2 separate regions of the Danio rerio genome follow, and region 2 is linked to region 1. A link is a contact called in public HiCAR-type data. All regions are on one chromosome and are shown on one strand. The core of a region is the stretch at or near the end of the contact, and the rest is flanking DNA. Distances in the headings are between cores, read along the strand shown. Region 1 holds the start of ano10a (anoctamin 10a). Region 2 holds the start of snrka (SNF related kinase a).

What was found. HiCAR-type assays count read pairs that join an accessible place to other places.
Region 2: a contact with region 1 is called in a HiCAR-type map of caudal fin, with 5 times the contacts expected there. The contact joins the promoter of snrka here to the promoter of ano10a in region 1. A contact is called at or near these places in 1 of 18 Hi-C or Micro-C datasets (an unstated tissue) and 2 of 4 datasets of contacts at active chromatin or transcription factors (caudal fin and embryo).

What each region holds. Positions count from the first base shown.
Region 1 is chr16:8,313,031-8,319,597 of GRCz12tu, forward strand. It overlaps ano10a (anoctamin 10a), which reads left to right and starts at 4,851. Exons shown (of 14, transcript NM_001030206.1): 1 at 4,851-4,962. abhd5a (abhydrolase domain containing 5, lysophosphatidic acid acyltransferase a) reads right to left here and starts at 3,925. Exons shown (of 8, transcript XM_005157867.6): 1 at 3,835-3,925; 2 at 2,434-2,514; 3 at 7-92. The coding sequence starts at 3,866.
Region 2 is chr16:8,468,745-8,475,138 of GRCz12tu, forward strand. It overlaps snrka (SNF related kinase a), which reads right to left and starts at 3,423. Exons shown (of 6, transcript NM_001193327.2): 1 at 3,267-3,423.

The DNA.
Region 1 (6,567 bases), core at 3,601-6,100:
ACTCACTCTGCAGCATCCTCTCTTCTGCCTGCTTCAACTGGTCCTTAGATGTTGGGCACCATGAGGGTAACCAGTCGGCACTCCACCATGACCTGGGATAAAGTTAAATCTGAAACTCTCATTCCTAATTCAGCTCCAAAGAGCAAACATGAGGCAGATAAAAACGTTGAATGAATGATTGAATGTAGATAGATAAGTACAAAGACAGACAGAGAGAAAAATTAATAGAACCATGTATAAAAAGTTTGTACATTACAGTGTCCATGTTACACTTGTGTCTTGTTTCTATTCCAACTATCTAAAAATAATTGCATATAATGACAAACAAAGAAAGTTGTCCTATTTTCAGAAATACGTAAAAAAAACAAAATGAAGCTTTTCCAAAATAAGCTGCAAAATTTTTTCCAAAATAAGGATTAGTAAAATATTCATTTTTGCTTCGGTATATTTGCAGGTTATTATGCTTATTTTAAAGAAAAACTCACTTAATTTTCACTTTATATTTCTGAAAAAAGATGATATCTTTCACTTTGTCTAGAAAATGCTTCTTTATATAAACATTTTTAGATATTTGGATGATCCAATCAGGATTTTTGCAGCCGATAGTACTGATGCCTTGTTGTGGTAATCGGCCGATACAGAGTACCGTTCTGATGCTTCAAGCTTTATAACACATGAAGTACATTTTCCCTTTAAGATTGATACTTAAGTGGAGATCTTTTCTTACCCAAGAGAATAATTTAGGGATGCTGTATTTCATCCCTTAAACAAGTCTCTAACCATTATTATTAAGTATTCATTATAAGTATATTATATTCTAATATGATTATATTATAAGACTAACAATGCAACTTGGAATGCAATTTATGCAACTAAACATGTCTCAATCAAGAAAACGTTTGGAGCGCATATTTGATGCGTAAGAAGTTGAAATGCACACCTATGAATCAAATACTTCTTTATTTAAAGGAAGTAGGTCTATAAATTACTTACGTAATTTTTACATAAAATGCCCATAATGATGCTCTAAACGGGGTGGAGTAACAACTACTTTAGAGAAGAACCCCATCATTTCTTTGTGCAAATAATATTGTTTTATACGCACATGCATAAACAATATTAATAATAATAATAAGTAGGATTTTGTTTATTTATTTTTAATTTTTGGAAAATTCCACTTTTATAATTCGACACATGCAAACCACTGCAGAAATGTTCAAACCAACAGGCTCATGTCATATACAGTAGGCTACATTTCTTAATAAATAACCTACTAAAAAATTTAAAGCATTAACATGTACTTTGTTTTTTGTTTTCACAAGCTTTGGAGGTGTAACATAAATTCCGCTTTTAAATAATAGGTTGCCTATAGCTTTCATCATGACACGGGCCACAGCTGTGTTCAAAATGACATTAGTGTCTTCAAAGTGCACTGCGAAGGGAACGCAATTGCAAGGATCGCTAAAAATGTTTTTTTTTTTTTTTTTATAATTTCACGTTTAAATGTTGGAATGCTCTAAATTAATAGGGCATAGGGGGATAAGTGGAAATAGAGCACAGCCAGGAACTATGTTTTTAACTACAGCTCCAGTGGTGTAGTTGCAAGTGTACAAGTTTGCAACTCGGTTTGTGAATGTTCGTTGGAACGATGGATTTGGGTAATGCCAAATCAACAAATTATGTTTGTAACGAACTTGCGACCTTAGTTGGCTAACGATGGTTTTCAGAAATGCACCACAGATCAGCGAGTACCAATCAAGTCATTAGATGTGATTATCAATCCGATATCGATCTCTGGTTGATCAATCAGAGCCCTAATTTGGACTAGAAATTAAACAAAAAAACTGCAGTGAATTATATGATAGTTCAATACATTACTAAACTATTACAAATATCTGATGGTATCAATAAATAAATAAATAAATAAATAAATAATGCACATTTATTCAACAAACTCATATACTGATTAAAAAGTGATGATTCTTAATGTCCCAAAACTTAAATGAAACCAAAACAAATAAGAAGTCCACTTTCTATAACACATGCAATGTTATGCACTACATAACGGTCATAAACCATGTCATCAACATGTCATCAAATATAATGTTATAATAACTGATTTAATAACTGTTTGTAATGAAAAAAATTCAGATTTTTTAAATGCTCCTTGAGAAATGACACTAAAACACTATTAGGAAAAGAAGAAAAACCACAAAGAGAAGAAAACATTTAGTACATCCAATCAAACTATGTGAAAAAAAAGATTTGAAGATTTGATTTAGAAAACCGGTTCCCATTCAGTAGCCTATAGGTTGTGAAAGGACTGTGTTTATGTAATAACATGAACACTGTAAAGCGACCATATACTGATGCGTTACATGGTATGGACACTTAGTAGAGTTAGTCTGTAAATTATATTTGGACATATTTTACCTTACTTTCTTGTCCAAGAAATAGAAAACGCTGTAGAAGAGACTATGAATACCAAGTAATATCAGTGCACGCTGTGCCAGTCTAAAGCCAAGAGAATGTGAAATCAAACGTCTGTCAATCAAAGACATACTGTAATAATTATATCACAACACACACACACACACACACACAATCAATACAGGCAATTAATTATTAGAGAGTTTGGTGTTAAAAGAGAAATTAACATGTGAGAATGAAAAGAAAGAAGTAACATGCAGACATACACTCACACACAAACACACACGCACTCGAAAAAATTATGTTTGATGTTTGTTCAAACTCATTCGTTCATAAATTTTCCTCTGGCTTAGTCCCTTTATTCATCAGGGGTTGCCAAAGCGGAATGAACCGCAAACTTATCCAGTATTTGTTTTACACAGCGCATGCCCTTCCAGCTGCAACCCAGTACTAGGAAATACCCATACACTCTCAAATTTACACAGATACAATACGGCAAATTCACCTATATCGCATGTCTTTGGACTGTGGGGGAAACTGGAGCAACCGGAGGAAACCCACGCCAATGCAGGAAGAACATGCAAACTCCACACTGAAACGCCTATGATTATGAAAAGTTCTGTATGATTTATACACTTTTGAGAGGTGGGAACATCAGCAATGTCCTCGTAATATCTGTGTAATAAACTTTTGTGTCCTGAAACACACAATGATGTTTGCTGTTTGTTCAAGCTACTTATTTAACATAAGCTGAAAAAAAATTCTTGAGTTTTTATTTTTATTTTCTTTTTTTTGTAAAAACTGAATTGTTTTTATGTTCAATCCACCTAAATCTGTAACTCAATTCCTTCATGTTGTGTCAACACAAATCCCAGCATTTTTCAGGTTTGTTTTTTAGTGCAGGTTTATTTTTCATTAATTCTTAATTTTGGGGACATTCCATAGGTTTCCATTATCTTTATTATCCATTATATTCTATTATTATTATCCATAAATCCAACCCTCACAGGAACCTGTTTAATTTTATTTTCTAAAAGGAAACTCTGTATGAAAAGTTCTGTATGATTCATATGCTTTTGAGAAATAGGAACATCAGCAATGTCCTCATATTTCACCATCTCCTTGTAATATCTGTGTAATATCCATGTCATTATAAACATTTGTGTCCTGACACACACACACACACAGAGAGAGAGAGAGAGAGAGAGAGAGAGAGAGAGAGAGAGAGAGAGAGAGAGAGAGAGAGAGAGAGAGAGAGAGAGCAGCAAGGTTGACTGCAGTTCACTTAGTTTGCAAACTCAGGTGAAAATAAAGAGCAACAATAATAACGTACATTTGATATATAATAAACAGCATTAAGGACTTTTTATATAAATACTTATGTGTTAAGAGCGTCACACTCACCCGGTGTCCGCTAACACAGTCTCCTCAGCCATGTTTTTAACACAGTGTTGTTCTGTCAGACCTGTGCCACAGTCCGAATCAGGAACATACTGTTCTTGTGAGTCGAATCTTTTAACTGAATCAATCGAACGAGTTGAAAAGTGATCTGAACGAACCGAATTAAGTCACAAAGGCAGTGCAGAGAACCAAACATAGCAAGAGATTTTGAGAACAAGAGAATTACAAATTGACAAAAAGAAAAACAGTCAGATATTAGGGATTATATTTTTGCACGAGGACATAAAAATGCTATTACTAAATAAAACAAAAAACAAAAAAACATTATTTGATTCGCTAAACAGTTCTACTATTTCCGAAACACATTACAAAATACATGTATTTTACTTTGTGATTGCTAAAAGAAAACAAACGCTATATTTAAAGAACATAACCAGTCACATAAATCTTCCTAATTTCGTTGTAATTTCTGTAGTGTATCAACAAAACAATTATTAACTTGGTTTAATTACTGTTTCGAATTCAGATTGTGCCAAACTAATTTGTTAATTCGGAACGACATGCATTATGCCTTGTGAATCAATTAGTTCTAAAGAACCGGCTCATTAAAAAAAAGTGATTCACTAGTGTAGATCACGTGACAGAGCGTCAACAGTGAACTCTGATCTACACTTCCCAGTTCTGTAGTGATTATTATCAGCATTAAATGTACAGTTCAGAAGTCGTTTTTTACAGCACACGACCCATTTAAAGCCATACACAATTTGCTATTTTATTTAACGTTAACTCTCTGATATAAAAGTATAATAGCGTGCATGCGAACAAGCCAAATTATCTATTATTTCAGGCACTTTTACTAAGTGCACGATTAAATCAGTGTTGATAAATCACTTGCTCATTCGTGTTTGTATAGCAGGCTTGAGCGGCGGGTGGGTGTGATCTAGAATTAGGGCTGTGTCATCTCGGTGACGTGGAGGAAGTCAGCCTCAACTTTAAACCTCTCCGACCCATACACTTCAAATATCACACTAACCGAATCAGGGGTTTTAAATCAACCGGTTTAAATGGGTGTCTAATGTGCAGGACTGACGTCTATTCGCATTCCGGGCAGCTGATCGCGCGTGCAACACTGTGAGTATACACAGTTTGTTTACATGTCAGTGTTCAGGCCTGACACACGCTTTGTATCATTAATATGCTGTTTAAAAAGCGTTTAGGTATCGAAAAGCGGCAACGAAAGTGACAATTGTAGGTTAACTGTCTGCATGTTTGTAACTGTGGTCTCATATAGCCTTGCATTTGAGTGTTTCCTTGTCGGGCATGTGTGTTTAGCTCCGCCCAGTGATCTGTCATGATGAAGATGAACTCAGATGACTGTCAGGACACTCAAGAAAAGGATTAGCTGTGATGAGAATCACATGCTGTATTTCCCATATCCACAAACTCTGGGAAACCGCTTCAGGTTTATTATTTTGTGCATCTTTCTTTGCCACACCTTTGGTACTTCTCCCCCTTTTTGTTTCAAGATGAATTCCTCTTCAAATATAACGTAATGTTTCCTTTAACAGCTTATGCGGCATTTTAGAAGATGGAGGACTGCCCTTTTTATCAGATACTGTACAGTACATGCATTATTAATCTCTTTAGACAGTGTAACAACAGCAGGTAGATAGATGTAAACAAACACAATGTGCCATGTCTTACTCCTTTATCTGGAATTTATATTGATTTAAGTTGTTATTTTATATACAGTGGTCAACATTCAATGTGGATCAAAACATTTCATGTCCTAAAACTGTTCAACAGCATTGATTATTGTCTTGGGACAATTTTAAAAACTCAAGATTTGAGTTATTCATCAACTTCAAATGTTGTCTACTGTATGTTGCCGATGTTCTAGCTATAGTTTACTCAAAAATGTACATTTCCTCACTACTTTCCCCCCTCACCATTTACTCCATTTGCTTATGTTTATGATTTTTTTTCTGTTGAACACAAAGGAAGATATACTGAAGAATGTTGAGAAAAATAGGCATTCACATCTAGGGTCTGTTCTTCGTACGTGGATTACTCAGTTAGCTGGATTTGGATATTGACGATTTGACATGATCCAGGATCGTTTCGTTCTTCAAAGCTGATCCGAGAGTTGTTGTCATGGCAACAGTTCTGCTAGGTCAAACCTGATCGGGAGCAGGTTCATTCATATAGACAGGATTAGATCGGCTCAGTTCAAGCAAAGAAAATAGATAAAGTATTAATCGAATTCTGATATTTTCTTACAGTAGTAGTTATATACACTTGGGAAAATAGTAAATATTTTTAACTATATATATATATATATATATATATATATATAAAGTTATAGTTATTAATAAAATAAATAAAGTTATATAAATTAATAAAACGTATGCAATCTGCACCCTCGAAATGAAAGTACAAAGACTGCCACCTCGTGGTGCAAAGAGAAAACTTATCGATATGAACTTTTTAGATTGCTTTAGTACAATTTGTGTATAATAGAAATGCACAACATAAAAAAATAAATAATACATTAATGCAGTCGTAAACATGTTTTGATAGTTAATATGACGGTGATTTGATGCTTCACGAAAGTTGCAGACGCCTTTACCAATATGAAAAGGCTTTTGTAAACATCCAGTTATTCTTTACACCGATTAAAAAATGGTTACTATAATAAAGAAAATCTTTTCTAAATGTGGAACTAAATACATTGAT
Region 2 (6,394 bases), core at 2,173-4,672, 150 kb after region 1:
AGATTCACTTTGGGTGCTCACGACATGATTTCAGCTGGCGGAGAGCATGATTTTTTTTTTGAGACTTTAGTCTAAAACGCACGACCAATAATTCTTGGCTAGAAATTGCAACAGCAGTGGAAAAGGAGGAAAGTTGTTGTAAAAAAAAAGATTGGAAAAACTTGAGGAATAAGTTTGTTACAACCAAAAAAAAGAGGCAATGGCAAAAATGGAGACCAGGGTGGTTTTAATAAACAATTAAAGAACATGTTTTTCCACCATTCATAAGGTTAACACAGATGTATATATTACAATTTTAAACTTAAAACATGTAATAGATACAAAACTGAAATGTAGTGCCACAATATCTCTTTGATATCTGGAAATATTTGAACCTATCGGTTTACAATATACTGATGCCTGTTTTTCTAGGCTTTATTGGTAATAATGTTGGACCATTATTGCGTTTTTAGCATATCAGTAGAGGACAAACTAGCCAAACAGTAATGTGTGAATTGTTGAGTGGGTTAAATAAAAAAGGCAGTATTTTTTAGAAAGTGTCGTTTTTTTTTTTTTGCTTTTATTCTTTACCATAATAAAAAATATATTTGTAGAGTAGCCCATGTTCTGTTATTAATAACATTTGAAAAAACTTTAATAGGTAGAACTGTCCGAGATATGAACAAAAGCAAGTAATGCATCAAAGTTTGATTTAAAAAAAATCATGAATAGTTATAAAAATCTTTATAATCATTAAATTAATCTATAAAAATAATACACAACTTGAACGATATTAATGATATTACAGAGTTTCGGAAACTTCCTACTTTTCTGTTTATCCGCTCTACTTTACAGTGGGTTTTTTGTTTTAAAGAATATCACAACGGCAAACACGTCAAGTATAAAAGCCTCGTCCGTTTTGTGAAATGTGCATGCAGCCAGCGGAGGTGCGCGATGAGGCACTAGGTATACATCCAGCTTGATGGTGGTGGTGTAATGGTGTGGGGGAGTTTCTTGGCACACTTTGGGCCCATTAGTACCAATTGACCATTGTGCCAACGCCACCACAACCTACTCAAGTATTGTTGCTGACCATGTCCATCCCTTTCACACGACAGTGTACCCATCTTCTGATGGTTACTTCCAGCAGGATAACACACCAAGTCATAAAGCGCAAATAATCTCAGACTGGTGTCTTGAACATGACAATGAGTTCACTTTACTCAAACGGCCTCCACAGTCAGATATCAATACAATAGAGCACCTTTGGGATGTGCTGGAATGAGAGATTCACATCATGGATGTGCAGCCGAAAATCTGCGGCAACTGTGTGATGCTATCATGTCAATATGGAGCAAAATCTCAGAAAAACATTTCCAGCACTTTGTGGAATCTATGCCACGGAGGATTAAGGCAGTTCTGAAAGCAAAAGGGGGTCCAACCAGGTACTAACAAAGTGGCTGGTGAGATCAGCTTAGCAGTGTCTTTGATTTTGTGTCCTGAAAATCAATGTAATGTAGACCAACAATGACTGAATGATACAGAATTCGTTCCCCCAAAATGCCTTTTGTAGCATATTCGATCCTTGACTTGGAAGGTTTCGTAAATATTCACATTAAATTATTACCAACACATTTATTCATATGTCTGCTTTTTTATCTTTAAATGGTGTACAACATTTCATTTTTTCTCCAAATCATGCTAGCAATTTAGAGGCCTTGCATGTTTCAAATTCAGTACAGGGTTACAGGGATAGTTCACCCATAAAATGTAAATTTACTCCCAAACAGGTTTAGAAACCACCGGAGGGTGTTTCTTCCTCACAAAGTCAGTTAAGAAAATGTTATGACCAAGAAATACTATGGAAGTCAGTGGTTACAGCTCTTACATTTCTTTCTTTTTTAACCTTCTTTGTGTTCGTCAGAAGAAAGAAACTCAAACAGGTTTGTGACAAGTGAATGAGTAAATGATGACAGTTTTCAGTTTTGAGTGAGCTGTCCCTTTAAGGCATGTGTCGCTGTTTTAAACCACTAAGTTAGTCCAAAAGTTATGGTTATTACTCATATAAACAGTACAATCAAATGGCCAGCAGTCATGGGCCCAGGTTTACCTTCTAGGTTGCGTAACAACAAGATTACAGTACAGCAGGCTGAAGGAACGTGCTCCACACCTTACACATTCCACTGTGACATGAGATATATTGATCAAGTCTACAGCACTACAACTGAACCTGATCTCCTGAACTCTACTTGCCTCTGCAATTAAGTCCGAAAGGACTAATGAACAATTAATGCTCTAAGTCAGTGGTTCTCAAACTGTGGTACGTGTACCACTAGTGGTACGCGGGCTTCCTTCTAGTGGTACATGGAGGAATGAAATATGTCATGTACATGCTAAATACATTTCAAAATTTATCAAAAATGATGTATTCAATATGCCATATATGACATATAGCCTATATTTCTGAGGTAATCTGCCACGTTTTTTTTAACTGTGCAGAGTTGTAGCTGCTTTACTGAGCCTACTACACTACTGAATTTCAATACTGCTCATTTAGGTGGTACTTGGAGAGAGAATTTTTTTCTGAGGTGGTACTTGATGAAAAAAGTTTGAGTACCACTGCTCTAAGTGAAGACTTTAAGGCACCAAATCCAGCAAATATCAGCGTTTTAGTGTCCATAACACCATTAGACTAAAACGAAACCTGCAAACACAGACAAGCAGTAATGTGATCACAACAAATGGATATAACCTTTAATGCTGAGAGCTTCAAACCACAGTTACCAAGATACACACTCAACAACATCAGTCTTCTTGATGGGATGCAATTAGGAATGTACATCCTGGAACAAAACAGACTAGTTAACGTCCACCATCACGAAACAATTTCCTAGCGTCGATGCTAACAAATCTACACGTACAAAGAGAGGGAAAGCATCCATGTTTGGTGATGTGCACATAATGTGAAAGCAAACCTCATATGCCCATGCATGCCAGGCCTGATCTGGCCCATAAGCTCCTTACGAGCTCCATGCATCCATAGAGGAAGGGGATATAAATAATAGCTAACTGGCTACACGCTCCTGACACAGTCGGTGATGACCACACATACGCTGAAACCAGGCCGATCCAGCATCGTTTGCTCCCACAGATCATGCATACAGCTGTCAAGAACACAACCGCATTAATGGATGCTGTGTAGCCCACGGTAATATTGTCCTAAACAGATGCTAACCGGCTAACCGTGTTAGCATTCTAACGCACTATCACACAAAGCTTTGACTTACCGCTCGCTCTGGCGAACATTAAAACCACTTGAAATTCCCAAATGTTCAGGCGGCTGTGGAGCCGAAGACGGCAATGGTAAGACCCGGCTGATTGTGAGTCCAGCCCCGTGTGTGTGTGCGTGTGTGTGTGAGGTTTAGTACTGATCAGTGTGTGTGTATGTGTGGAGAGACTGCTGGTGGAAGTGCGACTCTCAGCGCTTCTCGCTCTCCGCCCTGAAAACCCGTGAACTGCACAGAAGCGTTGGATGAGACACATTGCGCTGAGCTGCACTGACAAAATACCACCAACAGGTGGCGCGACGTGGCCAAGCCCGTGTTTTCGCAATTTTCCAGGGTGCAAATTTCTCCTTCATGTTAAAACAACGTTAGGAGTCGGTGTTTCATTTGCAAACATAGTATTTAGTATATTTAAACAATGCTGCAAATGAAGAGAATGAGAATTGTTACATTGCAATGCATTCTGGGAATTTTGGATGAGGGAACCTGGATCCCATTTAATTTTATGGTATCTATACTCTGAATTGCAGTAAACTGTAAGCGCTGACATTTCAAATAAAGCAGAAAGTCGTATATGAAAAGGATTACAGACATTACAAATAAGCCTGTTCATTAATTTAATATGTTACCGGCAGCTAGCTCTCTGCAACTCTTACATGGTCACCCACTGAGCTAAGCAGGGCTGCGCCTGGTCAGTACCTGCAGGGGAGACCACATGGGAAAGCTAGGTTGCTGCTGGAAGTGGTGTTAGTGAGGCTGGCAGGGTCTGCAGTCTGTGTGGGTCCTAATGCCCCAGTATAGTGATGGGGACTCTATTGACCTTATTCTCCGCAGACGAGCGGGCGCTGCCATTTGAATCTTTTTAGAACGAGACTTCCGGTCTCATTCACTTCCATTCATTTTTAGACATTAAAAACTGCTCGTTTCGCTGTTTGATCTTGCAAACTGATATTTCCTTGTTATATTATTCTACTTGGTCTGTATAGTCATGCAAACATTTGTTTGTAGAGCAAGTAGTTTGACCGTTTTTTGCCGTTTATTATTCCTTGTCATTTCCCCCATAGGCGACTGAAACGGAAGTTCTAAGACAATCGCGAAAACAGGCGCACTTCCACATTTTAGAATAAGGTCAATACTCTATCCGCTTGTTAAGTGTGACGTCACGCGAAGCGGCTTCCGGGCCCAAGCGCTCTATTCAACTAAATGGGGAGACTCATGAAATTGTAATAATAAACGTTTACAAAGCGATTTAATGCTTTCGAAAATCACGATCGCAGTATATATATGTCCATGCCTAATATCCGATGGCCAGAAAGTGATACATTTTTTATAAATTGTAAAATTTTGGTATTTGTTATGCAGCAAGCCCAGAGATTGTTGTGTACACTATGACTTTATGTAAAATTAACTTTAATTTGTGATAGGAATACAACGTGATCATAAACGAATGATTTCTCCACTCAAATGAATGGCGGCTTGGACCCGGCAACAGTATTACATACGTCACAAACATGTCACCACTTAACAAGCGGATACTCAATGAGCGCTGTCTTTTGGATGAGAGGTTAAACCGAGGTCCTGACTCTCTGTGGTCATTAAAAATCCCAGGATGTCTTTTGAAAAAGAGCAGGGGTTTAACCCTGGCATCCTGGCCAAATCTGCCCACTGGCCTCTGTCCATCATGGCCTCTTAACCAACTCTGTCTCCTCCACCAATCTGCTAGTGTGTGGTGTGCGGTCTGGCGCAAAATGGCTGCTGTCGCGTCATCCATGTGGATGCTGCACACTGGTGGTGGATGAGGAGATTCCCCCCTATGTGTAAAGCGCTTTGAGACCCAAGAAAAGCGCTATATAAATGTAAGGAACCTCTGCATTGCATCTGTGCTTGGACACATAATATTATGAAATGCAAAAATATTCAGCTTCTCAGACACCAAAAGAGCATTTATAAAGAACCAACGGTGTTTGTTAGATGTTTTTCAAGAATGTATTACTATATAAAACAGTCTGCTTTTACTGTGGTGATTTGTAATGTTTTACATTGTGCGCTCTGAGCATGCCTGTAGCCTAAACATGGCGGAATACAACTTCACCATGGTATAGATTCATAGATTCCCAAAGTGGCTTGTTTGAAAATTATATTCAAACTTTTCTTCAAAGACAAATAAACAGCTATTGTACTTTGCTTCTGTCTAAAAGGGTTAATGCTGTTTAAATACGGATGTGTCTAGTGCACATTAATGGTCCAGTGCAGCCTTCACACAGTCGCATGCCCTTTACTGTGGCTGACACCAGCTGCACATCCACAGGTTCACGCCTCTGAATGAGCAAGTTTCATCCACTTGTACAGTAATTAGCATTACAGGAATTTCTGGTGTAAACAAAACACCCGCAAAGAAACACGACAGAAAACACTGAAACAGAAACCCCACTGTCAGCTTCGAAGGGATTATTGACAGAGCAAGACAAACAGAATGCAGAAGTATAAATGCACAGCTACGTGCAAGTCATGCATTGTGGGTTACGTTACTCATTCAACGCGGAAGTACAAGGCTTGGACAATGAAACTGAAACGACTGCTTTTAGACCACAGTAATTGATTAGTATTGTGTTGGACCTCCTTTAACTTTATATTTCAACTTACTTGACCGGAAATAAAAAGAATGAACATGAATGTTGTCAAGATTCTTGTTCCTGAAATCCTGGCTCAGTTTGAAAAACTACAAATACCTTTTGTTCCTGAGTCTGTAGTAGGTACTCTAGATGTTTTTTACTGGTCTGATCAATTAGCACAACCCAGCCCTGGAGTTTCAAGCCTCAGACCGGCCCACCTCAGTTCACGACTGACTACATTAAAATAAGGTCATTTCCAATTCAGTTTCTAATTACACTATCACGTCTTTTTTTGAGAAAAAAGCTGCTTTAGAACTTCAAATATTCAACAACCCAAACAGTATTATATGTCTCAACAATAAAAATGAAAATAATAACATAGTCAGACGAAGATTAAACCCGGGTCGGCGGCGTTGTAATATAACATGCTAACCACTGGGCCACAACGGTTGTATGGTGAAAGGTGACTTATAACATTATGAACCTGCAGGCTGGTTATATATAAAAAGAGCAGAGCTG